Linked DNA regions of Hordeum vulgare: region 1 is linked to region 2. Evidence: chromatin contacts called from public Hi-C data. All regions are on one chromosome and are shown on one strand. Each heading gives the region's core, a stretch centred on a gene start, on an enhancer-like site or on the middle of the called end of the contact. The rest is flanking DNA. Distances are from core to core; before and after follow the strand shown. Region 1 holds the start of LOC123399692 (heat shock protein 90-6, mitochondrial). Region 2 holds the start of LOC123396020.

Evidence for each region. A called contact is a pair of places that touch in the nucleus more often than the background predicts.
Region 1: a Hi-C map of seedling shows a contact between it and region 2, with 3 times the contacts expected there. The contact joins the promoter of LOC123399692 here to the promoter of LOC123396020 in region 2. A contact is called at or near these places in 3 of 6 Hi-C or Micro-C datasets (leaf and seedling) and 1 of 1 datasets of contacts at active chromatin or transcription factors (embryo).

The regions. Positions count from the first base shown.
Region 1 is chr5H:143,609,773-143,616,026 of MorexV3_pseudomolecules_assembly, forward strand. LOC123399692 (heat shock protein 90-6, mitochondrial) reads left to right here and starts at 4,553. Exons shown (of 20, transcript XM_045094086.1): 1 at 4,553-4,830; 2 at 5,517-5,723; 3 at 5,809-5,882; 4 at 6,111-6,236. The coding sequence starts at 4,690.
Region 2 is chr5H:143,211,768-143,217,519 of MorexV3_pseudomolecules_assembly, forward strand. LOC123396020 reads left to right here and starts at 3,524. Exons shown (of 4, transcript XM_045091048.1): 1 at 3,524-3,820; 2 at 3,949-4,028; 3 at 5,463-5,655. The coding sequence starts at 3,975.

The sequences.
Region 1 (6,254 bases), core at 3,303-5,802, 400 kb after region 2:
ATTGTCTTTCTATCAGGAGTTGTATACTTCACGAGGGGTCAACCCAATGAACGCTCTGTTGGAGACGGTTCCTGCACGAGTATCAGGAGAAATGAATAGGGAGATGATGAAAGCCTACTCGGAGGAGGAGATCAAGCATGCCCTCTTTCAGATGGCGCCATCAAAAGCCCCAGGAGTTGATGGTTTTACGGTGGGTTTTTTTCCAGAGGCATTGGCAGCTTTTGAAACAAGATATAATGCTTGCGCTGTTGGAGTTTCTGAATGAGGGAGAACTACCGGCAGGTATGAATGATACTTCCATCACTTTGATTCCCAAGGTTCCTTTCCCTCAAAGGATCACACAATTCCGCCCTATCTCTTTGTGCCCGGTTCTGTACAAAATTGCAGCAAAGGCTATAGCTAATCGGCTACGTGCTTGTCTGGATGAGGTGATAGGGGAGGAGCAAAGTGCGTTTGTTCCCGGTCGTGTGATTACTGACAATGTTTTGATTGCATATGAGAGTGTGCATTCTATGAGGTGACGCAAGACTGGGAAGAATTTGGTGTGTGCTGTTAAGCTAGACATGATGAAGGCGTACGATCACGTGGAGTGGCACTATCTGGAGGCCATCATGCTACGGCTGGGGTACCACCAGGGTTTTGTCAGGCTTGTTCTCAAGTGTGTGACCTCGGTCCGGTTCTCAGTTAGGGTAAATGGGGATTTGCTCCCGTTTTTCAACCCAACTTGTGGCTTACGTCAGGGTGATCCTATCTCGCCGTACCTCTTCCTTATTTCTGCAGAAGGCTTCACTTCCTTGCTGAATCACTATGGCGGCCCGAATGTGGATCGAGGGATCCGTGTGAGCTACCGATCGCCCTGGATCAATCACCTTTTGTTTGCCGACGACAGTTTGATATTTATGCAGGCATCGGAATCGAGTGGGAATCGTTTAAATGATATTCTGAGGATCTATGGGGAGTGCTCTGGACAAGCTGTGAACAAGGAGAAAAGCTCGATATTTTTTAGCCTCAACACTCCTGCACCGGTCCGTCAGCAAGTGAAATTATCCCTACTCATTGGGGTCGAGGCTTTCAGTGAGAGGTATCCGGGCCTCCCGACAGCGGTTGGCCGTATTACAAGTGGAACGTTTGATCATATCAGGAAAAGGATATGGGCAAAACTGCAAGGGGGTGCGGAACGCATGTTGTCCTATGCGGGGCGGGAGATTAGGTTGAAAACGGTGGCACAGGCTATTCCCACTTTCAGCATGTCGTGCTTTAAATTAACCAGGAAAGTTTGCAAGTCTGTGGTATCGATTATGGGAAAGTACTGGTGGAGCTCATCGGTTGATCGTACCCTTGGCCTCTTATATATGAGGAGGCACCCCACGTTGTAACCTATGACGACTAGATAGCGACATGCTCGCAAGGGGGAGCCGGCGGCTTGTGTCGGCGCCCGGGTGGCTGGTGTTGCGGTATCTCGGGGAGGAGCACCCGTAGTCATTGCCCCGGGGAGTAGGCGAGTTCGTCGAACCTCGTTAACAAATCTCGGTGTCGTCATCATGCTGTGATTGCTTGTTCCTCGGTGGATCGACCGCGTACCTCGGATTTATTCTAACACCCATGGGACCGAGTGGGGTGTTTTTGCGCTACCAGGAGTTGGTTCCACATGTAACTAATACACCTGGTCAGTTCCTTTTTTTAATCTTTCGCGTGGCGCTTTCCGAGTCGGAGTGCGATCTTGCAGCGCATGTCTCTGAGCTAGAGTCGCAAGTTGCGGCGTTGCGACACCAAGGTGATGGGCTCCAACATGATCTTATAATTTTGGGTATAGTTTTCCTTGTCACAACCGAGGACGCAGTGTTGCTTGTGATATTTTTGCTTGGGACGCATTTTATTTAGCAGTTTTCTGGATGTTAAATATCATTTGGTGGATTACTTTTTATTGGCATGGAAAACATATCGCATTACGACAAGGTAACATTTCACAATTTAATGAACCCTCCACTCATTTGATGGGATGGTTAAGAGGTTACGTGTGTTGAACTCTTCACAACTTATCAATGGATAAAATCCGTTTGGGATGAATAGTTTATCGGTCCCTTGTGATATTTCTGCTTCAGACACATTTTATTTGTCAGTCTTCTGGATGTCAAATACCATTGGGTAGGTTATTTTTTATCGGCATTGGAAACATATCACATTATGCTAGGGCAGTGTTTTACAATTGAATGAATCCTGAACTTATTTGATGGGATGGTTAAGAGATTACCTATGGTTACTCTTCACAACTTATCAATGGATATAATGATGAATAGTTTATTGGTATGGCGTGGATGTTCTTATTTGGACATTTTGTTTGGGCTACTAGATTTATGTTCTTAATTTTCTAGCATGGGTATTTACAGGAATTAATTGAGACTTTAGCATGGACTCATGAACGCGTGCACCTTTAGCTAATTTATTTTGCTGGAGAGATAAGCTCGTGGCCTTTTTCATTATGTAAGCAAGATTGATTGGATTAGATCACTTTTTCATGGGTTATATATTAAGAACATGCATCTTTCTTGATTGCCTCAACACGAGGCAAAATTGGTTAATTTAGTTTATCAACACCTAGTTCATTACTGAAGGAGGATCCGCTTCTTAGATTTCTTTTTCTATTTCTTTTTCCGTCTAAGATTAGAACCGTATACTTGATAATAATAGCAATGACACATTATGATAAAATACGTTTGATTTAAAGGGAGAAGAAGCGGTAAAATTAGAACAAAAATATCATTTAATTTGTCAAACTTTGAAAAAACACAAGACGTAAAGTTTCTCCCTTGAGTGAAAAAACGAAAATGCAAGAAAAATTGCAATCCCTACTACTCCCTCCGTTCCTAAATATAAGTCTTTAAAGATGTTTCATTAGTGGACTACATACGGATGTATGTAGACATACTTTATAGTGTAGATTCACTCATTTTGCTCCATATGTGGACTACTAGTGAAATATCTTAAAAGACTTATATTTAGGAATGGAGGGGGTACATAATAGTGCACCTACACGCCTTCGTCCACGTTATTTTTTGATCGGAAGATCTAGAGCTAACTATTGACATTGAGCTATCCGGACACGTACATCAGGAAATGGTTTATGAATGTGGTAGTTTTTAATGACTAAATTAGAAAATTTCGGATAGTTTCCAGTCAGCTTTTAAAATGCGGTAGTTTAATGGCATGATAACTCCTGATGTTGTATTTTTTGCCAAATACTCTAAAAAATAGTGCAGATAGAAAGAAGGTAACAACTACGCGTCCACCGACGGATCCATACTAACATCCATCACCCGAATAACCGTCCGATGTATGCGCTCGTAGCCGTCCGATGTACGCGCTAGCACGCGGCCCAGTCGTTTCCCCAGCCAATTAATTCCCGAAGCAACGGTCTAGTTGCAGAAACAACAGACGCGTTGCGAAAATAATTACTGAAACAACACTGGCCGTGGCCGCCGGCGCTGCTGTGGTGTTGGTTGTGCTGGTGGTTCCTGTCGGTGGTGACGTCGGAGGAGAAGAAGGCGTGCTCGCCGCCGCTGTGCACCTCCTTCACTGTGCCCGTAGGCGTAGCTGTCCCTGTTGTGGTCCATGGTGGAGTAGTAGGACGACGACGGGTGCGGGCGGGTGGTGTCGAGCTGACCTGTGCGGCGTGGTGGTAGGCGCTCCCGTGCTGCTGGCGGCCGGCGGAGGCGTTGGGCGGCCGACGGAAGCGTTGGGCGAGTTGCAGGATCCTGAAATTGTCCTGATCCTGAAATAATAGGCGAGTTGCTGGGAACTCGACTGATCCTGAAACGCGAGTGCAGAAAACTGTCCTGAAACAATAGATGACCTGCAGGAAACTGTCCTGAAACAATAGGTGAGCTGCAGGAGACTCAAGTGATCGTGAAACACGAGTGCAGAAAACTGTCATGAAACAATAGGTGAGCTGCAGGAAACTGTCCTGAAACAATAGGTGAGTTGCATGAAAAACAAAAAGCGGCTTCCACGATGCTGTCGACTGTCTGATCGAACGATCACGAAGCCGGCAGACGGGCGCGCGCGATCAGGTGGTTGAATGTAATCTTTTCTCTAGAAAGAAAGGAAAAGAAATTGAAGAGGTCGTTGGATGTAAAATGTGCGGTAGAGAGCATGCAAGCCCCGTTTTCATGGCAACCCTTCCCGGAACCTTCTTGCCTTCTTGTCCACGGTGTTCAAATCTCGACCTCACATCTTGCAGGTGGACAAGCTACGACCTCACTCTTGCAACGGAGAACGGACGCTGCAAAGCGCAAAGCAAAGTGTCACACCAACTGGCCCCACATGTCAACTTCGTTGTATGATTCACATACTATCCACACCGGTGCACATAGCATTACTCCGCGCCGCTGCTCCAGAACCTTCTCCCAAAACGCTAACACCACCGATCAAACCCAAGCCCCCCCCTTCCCCACTCTCTCACCGACAGCCCGGGACCACGGTGTCAGCGAAGCGCACTCCCTCCTTCCGCAAGGCGCACCCCATTTATACGCTTCATCCCCTCTGCCTCTGGCCGCCCACAAAACCCTACCCTACCCCTCTTCCAAAACCCTCGCATCGTCGTCTTCCTCGGTCAGCCCACCTGCGCGAGCGCGCCTCCGGCCTACATCTCTCGCCCTCGCCTGGGAGGAGAACCAGCAGAGCGCAGCGGATATGCTCGGGGCCTCGAGGCGATCCCTCTGCGCCGGCGCCGCCGCCCGCCGTCACGCGGCCGCCTTCGCGGTCTCCGGAGACGCCGCCGCCGCCTCCTCCTCCTCCTCCCCCTTGGCCCCTGCCCCGGCCCCGCCGCGTTCGGTACGTATGTGTGGCATTCACTGTTTGGTCCATATTGTACTCCGCTGTTTGGTTGATTGCAAAGTAGGGGCTCGCGCTAAGCTTGAATCAGTGCGGCTTTTGACGTTACGTGTCGCGAATCAATCTCCGCCCCCAAATTGGGGTCTGTGTTTTGATTAATTGATGGGTTATGTATTAATGTGTGTTTGTGATTCAGTTGAGGTTTGGCGTTGATCTGATTCCCTGTTCAGTATGTGTCATTTGTGTACCGATTGTTGATGGTATTTTATTCCGACAGAAATGTGCAATTGCGGTCTGGTGTGATATTTTTCTTCCGATTTATTGTTATACTCCCTCCGTTCCTCTATATAAGGTGTATTTGTTTTTTGATAAAATTTCAGAATGTAAGGTGCGTTTCTTCTAATTCCCCATAATCCTCTTGTTAGTACCTCTTTTCTGATTGTCTGCATCTCTCCTTATAGCAAAAGAAGGAAACTATTTATTTGTTGATAGCATGTATCTCATACTTTCCTGGACTAATTGATTCACTTTTCACTAACCAACAAATTTGCTAGTCTTAACATGTCTATAATTATGTGTCTTGGTCACGGTGCCGAAAATAATACACCTTACATAAAGGAACTGAGGGAGTATTACTCTACAACGCGAGCGACTTTGTGATATTCGCTGTGCTGTCCCAATTTCAGGTGACAAACTCAGAGCCTGGTGTTTCTCGGCTTGGAGGGAAGAGGTTGCTCTCTGTGCTTGCGGCTCCCAAGCTTAATGTAGGTGAAAGCTTGCCGTCCCTCAAGCTAAGGGAGAATGCACTTGTTGGGAGACGCTATGAATCGAGTGCTGCAGCAGTTGATTCATCTGATGCGCCACCTGCCGAGAAGTTTGAGTATCAGGCTGAGGTACCTATGATTTTCTTTTTTCATGGATTCATGCTAATCTTTACCAATGTTTGTGTCATGATGGGGAAAAAATTGTGCTTGGCAGGTCAATAGGCTCATGGATTTGATTGTGCACAGCTTGTATAGCAACAAGGAGGTGTTTCTCCGGGAGCTGGTCAGGTGGGCAACAATTGAGTGCATAGACTGTTCAATTTTTTTATGTGGCAGTAGTTATCTCCGAATTCACTCTTTATGTGTTGTGTTTATTGGCACTTGTTCCTTGCCATGATATCGGATTAACTTCATTTTGGCAATTGTTTGTCCCAGTCAGGGCTTAATGGGTGCCACAAAACTTCAGTCAAGTTGCTCAGCCTAATTTAGCCTTTCTTTTCTTACTTGTACCTGCAGCAATGCAAGTGATGCACTTGACAAATTGCGCTATCTCAGTGTCACTGATCCTGATCTTCTTAAGGATGGCCCTGAACTTGACATTCGCATCCAAACAGACAAGGACAATGGAATAATAACAATTACGTAAGCATATGTTACTTG
Region 2 (5,752 bases), core at 2,274-4,773:
GGCGGTGGATTGCGCCCCTTCTGCGTGTTGATGAGTGTCGTGCAAATGTTGTTCACACGACTGAGGGATTGTGACGAAAACATGCCCGCCAGAGCCATCCAGAGCCCGTGCGACGTGGTGATCACAGTCACCTGCACGAACACCTCTTTGGAGAGGTTGTTGAGCAGGTAGCCGAGAACCTGCTGGTCCTCCCTGACCCAGATTGGGTGGAGAGGGTTGGCTTCAGATGTTTCCTTCCCGTCTTTGTCCTCGATTACGAGGGGTCTGGCCGGCTCCGGTGTGGTGCCATCAGCATAGCCGAAGACACCGGCACCTCTAATCTGTGGCACGATCTAGGCGCGCCACAAGACGTAGTTGTTGCGGGTAAGTTTCTCCGTAACCAGGTTGTGGAGGTTTGGGTGGGAGAAACCGGAGGAAGACATGGCTTTGGGCACTAATGGCGATGTGGAGAGCTAGATCGATGGGAGGAGGAAGGCTATGTATACCATGTGCAACGGCGGAAACGTCTTACCCAATGTGGGAGACAGTTGCATGTTATATAGAGGGGCGCAAGATCCCTAGAGCGCATACAAGTCGGTTTAGGTTGATACAATCTAGGAGAGAAAGAAATAGAGATAGAGATAGCTAGTTACAACCGAATTTAAAGATGAGATTCAGCTAACTTAAACTACTCTACAAGAGATCTCCTATATGATTACAACTCTAACCGAAGTACGTTTAACAGAGCCAAGTAATAGAAGTGGGGAACTTTCGGTCTCTTTGACCACTCTAAAAGCTACTTTGCATGAGGAAAAAAACAATGATATTAGTAAGAAACGATAACTCATCCTCAGGTTTGGCAGAGGAAACTATAACACATGTCTATCAACTCGTATTATTTAGGCGACAAATCCAAAAACAACAAATAATGCAATACTAAATGTACTTCATATTACTTGGTTTTCACCAAGTGAAGAAAATACAAACCATAGACAGATGCAAAGCAACTTATAACATCAATCTACAAAAATTCAACACGTTTGTACTAATATTCAAAGAGATTCCTAGCACCCAAGCAACACGCTAAGGAAGTCGATGTCGAAACATTAGAGGTTAACAAATGGACCTGAAAAGGCTGCCACTGCTGGGAACCTCCTACATGGTTACATGCGAGTCGTTTGTTGAGGCATATCTGGACCATATTTTGATGGCATCACAAAATAAACCTTCCACTTATTTTCATTGGCTAACTGTAGGTGACGACACATGAATTAAAATTTAATATTTAATATGTGCTACTAACTCGTAAGCACATCGAATGCTCATCAAGCAAATAGAGACAAATCAAAAGAATGGGTCATGAGGAAGCCATATAAAACTTTCCTTCCTTGTTATAACAGGAGTGGTCATGTCCATCGTTTCACCATGAATTTCATCATTCCGAAGTTCTGAGTAAGAACATGGGTTGTCATTCCATTTGTTCGGGCCTCGTGTTCTGAAAGGAATTATACTATCAAAAACTTCCACTCAGATTAAGCATTTTATTATACCACAAAATACTCTGAATTCCTGGCAGAGCAAAAGGGGGAAACACATCAATTACCTTACCAAATAAGTAAAACACCAGCACGTTGAATACTCCCTTCATTCCTTTATATAAGGCTACAAACTCATATTACATGTATCAAGGTAAAATTTAATGACTACTTTACAAGCCAATTATTTCTTTCCGTTAATGAGGATCATTAATACGTCACATGCATACTAAGAAATAATGGGAAGGAAATAATTGAGTGTCATTATGACTACATGCATGCAAGTATTAAATAGGTTGCTTATACGAGAAAACATTATTAATTTTTGCCTCAATTACTATTTGTGGCCTTGTATAGATGCAAAATGTATTTTTCATAATGGCCTTGTATAAAGGAATGGAGGGAGTAATTGAGATCATCCGTTGATATAAAAATCCTGTTCTTGCACGCACCATTGTCTCAACAACTGCAATAGAAGAGCATGCGTTATTGCTCACAAAGTATAAAAACAAAATTGCGCTTCCTTAGTGCATGTTCTTAACTACTATAGAAGATCAGTTGGCTGGAATGGGACGATCGCGAGATCGACAGGAAGTAGTACTTCCACATACAAAATCACCCATACTCATCCGGTTAAATTGACGAGCTTGTGCCATTACAATGTGATAAAGATAGCTCCGATTGTGCTACAAAATTCATGGTATAAAATGTCCAGCTAATTACTTTTAGAAATATAATAGGAAAGAGAAAGCACAAATAATAAGCGTAACAAGAAAAATCTGAACTTGAAGAAATCATCAGTTCATGACATTAGAAGTAAACTGAAGCGAACTAAAAAGTCGAATAATATTTAGTGTTACATTCTACCGTAAACGTTCAGAAAGACTTCGTGAGAACATTGGGATGAACACTCACAATTCCGTAGAACTCAAACTCTGAAGCCTCCTAAATAACTTCACACAAACTTATTAGCAATGCGTAGTCCAAGTATCCTTAATCCAGTAGTTGCCTCATTGACATTGGGCAAAAAACAAAACTCATATCGACCTTACACGTCATTTAGGACAGAAGAAATATTAAAGACATTGATGGTATAAGGCATCTCATATGCTTTACTCGATTGTGAAGACTAACTGGGTGACGATATCTATCCTGAATGGACCACAACTATGACAAATGATACTACCTGGGTGACGGTATCTATCCTCACTAGTCCACTACTGTGAAGACAATCTTCGACCCTGTCGGAGAAAAGTGGAAAGGATTTGCCCAAGAGCAAGAGAGTGCTAGGAAGGATGTCGAGCGTGCCTTTGGTGTTCTGCAATCTCGATGAGACATAGTTTGGTATCGTGCTAGAACTTGGAGCACCAAAAAGTTGTGGGAAGTGATGACTGCTTGTGTGATCATGTACAATATAATCGTAGAGGATGAGCGCCCACAACGTCTCCATGATCAAGGATTTGAGTTTCAGGGTGACAATATGGTGCCTCAGCATGGCAGAAGAGTGGCATCATTTGCACAGTTCACTCAATTTCATCATAAAATACGTAATTGGAAATCTCATATTCAGTTGCAAGATGATATGGTTGAACATATGTGGGATCATGTTGTCAACCAATAAATGTATATTTTTAATACAATTTAATTTTTATTGGGCTTGTAAAACTTTGTTGTATTTTATTTTGATTGTGGAATTATGCTATTTCATTTGCTTTTGAAAAAATACAAAATGTTTGTATTTGTTAAAACCGGCGGCTAGCCGGTCACGCAGACAAATATGAAAAGACGTGTTGGATACTATGTCGATCTAAATCCTAAAACAAACGAACACATAGCAGACGGGATGATCCAAACGAAGGTAAAACGGACAAAATCAAAGTCCGTTTGCTCTAAGCACCTCGATGGAGGAAGTAGTTTTGACAGTGAAGTATCTACCTTCCGTCTACCACCAATCATGTCGGCTAAACGATCACAGCCGTCACAATCCATCTCTGAGCAGCAGGTCACTTTTCCTATCCTCACTCCCGTAGCTTTCCTCTTGCTCCCACACCCCGATCCCTTCCTCTTTCCCCAACGCTGCTCTCATGCTCTGCCCTGCCCAAGCTCCAATCCTCTACTACAGTCCACAACCACCACCGTGTTCTATATCTCCCGTCGTGCCGTAGCATCGCTTCACCGCCGACGCCTCACCCACCCAACCCCTCCCCTCTCACGCTCATCTCAACACCATCGCCGTTCCCCTTTCTACTCCCGTCGCGTCCCTGCCATCTCCACCCCGTCCGCGATCTCGGGCACCGTTTCTTTCGGTATGAGATTGTGGCTACTCATTCAGGAATTATTAGCCTTGAACTTACTTGCGCTAATGTCGGGTGCGCCGGTGCGCACGCGCCACACCATCTAGATCTGACACTGAACCTTGAGTTGGGTCTTGCAGTGGGGTTGGCTGACGGGAGGAGGGAGATGAGCCGCGGGAGGTCTCCGGAGCCGCTTGATTTCTTCATATGGACTGTCGAGGTGCTAACCTGTAGTGACGGTGGTTTTCCTCTTCTGTTTCCGTTGTTAGTTGAATGCAGCTTTGTTGAAACTCACTGTATTTTCGTTCTGCAGCTTACTTCGTAAATATCCCTAGTGATTCAAATTTGCCCCTACAACGCTTTGTCTATTTTGTGGGCAGTGTTTTACGTACTTCATTGGTTCTTTAGTTTCATCTTGTTTCTCATCAACCCTTTTTGTGATAATTTAGTCCACTATTAGGAATCTGTTTGGTGATCTGGGGTGATGCTTGATCGTGGTTTCTGCTCAATTTTATGCAAAAGATAAATATTCGTGGGTACCTAACTACACCTCCCCGTATGCCCCGACCCATTCTCTTAAGAGTACCATAGTGAGGGGGGCATGGTGAGCTCATGGGGTGGGAGTGATACTTGGTTCCCCTTTGCTTCGTCATTATGGCAAATAATTAACTCAACATCAGCAATTTGATTAACCAAGTGATACTCGTCCAATCATGAGTAACCTCTGTCCCAAATTACTTGTCTTAGATTTTTCTAGATATGGATGTATCTAACATTAGTATGTGTCGTATCTAGACAAATCTATGACAAGTAATTCGGGACGGAGGGAGTATATCATTTCCGAAGCATTTCCCAAGCCGCATTGGATTCAGGCTTGAGACTGAGCTAGAATGGGATTGGACTATAATCGAGCCTTACGTTGGCTTGTCTTGTATTGACCACGTGTTGGTTCTTCACTGGGCTTGGGTTGTGTTCAATACTTGGATGAAGCCGGCCTTAACTTTGGTGAGATGGACCAAAACTGGGAATATGGAGTGGAAACTTGGCTAAATGAGTTCCACACGGCAATCCTAGCTTTATTTGGCTAAAATGATAGACCACACTACAAAACTAGAACCACTCCTATAATTTCTTCACAAGGCAGCTAGTTTAGTTGGCAAAATAGCCGTGCTAGGAAGTTTTCCCAAACTAAGCAACGTGATGTGGGAAAAAATGAAGGTGAGGCTCGAGGACTAAGCAAAGTGTTCCAGCAATGCTTGGGAATTGTTGGTGCTGTTTTATTTCTCTTTGGAGTGGACCATCTCAGTGTTCTGCATGCTCAGAGGTGTATGCTTGCTTAGCTTCATAAGACATGCCCAATAGTTGGTTACTAAATTTAGATCTGTATTACTTTTTCTTGACCACCAGTAGCCATTGGTATAATCTTGGTTTGGTCACTTTAAATTTAGATGGGCATTTCATTCATCAACCCTCTTAAAGGGCATCGTCTCTAAATTTCTTTCTTAATTCACTCTTTATGTTTTGACTGTCTGCATTTGTTCTAACTGATCTGGCTGCTCATCTGTCTTCTGATTTAATTTTGGACCAGTAGCAACTACTGCCAGATGCAAAAGCTAAAGGCTGTTCACCTAATAAGGTTATTGTTCTCTTTCAGGACGTCGGCTTGTGGCTTGAAGAGATAAATCTTGGTGGCTACAGACAAGTTTTTGAAGAAAACAGTGTCAATGGAGAGTATCTAGAGAGCTTGTCGATGTTTACTACCGAGCAGATTCTGCGGTTTATCAGGCGGTGCCATATGAAATGGGGAGATTTTATCACATTATGCAAAGAGTTGAGGCGCATTAAAGGTTGGTATATTCCTGTTTCTTCCTTGAGTGCCATCTATAACTCATCTCTGCTACCATGATAACCATTTTGGTACTTGGTTCCTTCATATTTTGCTCT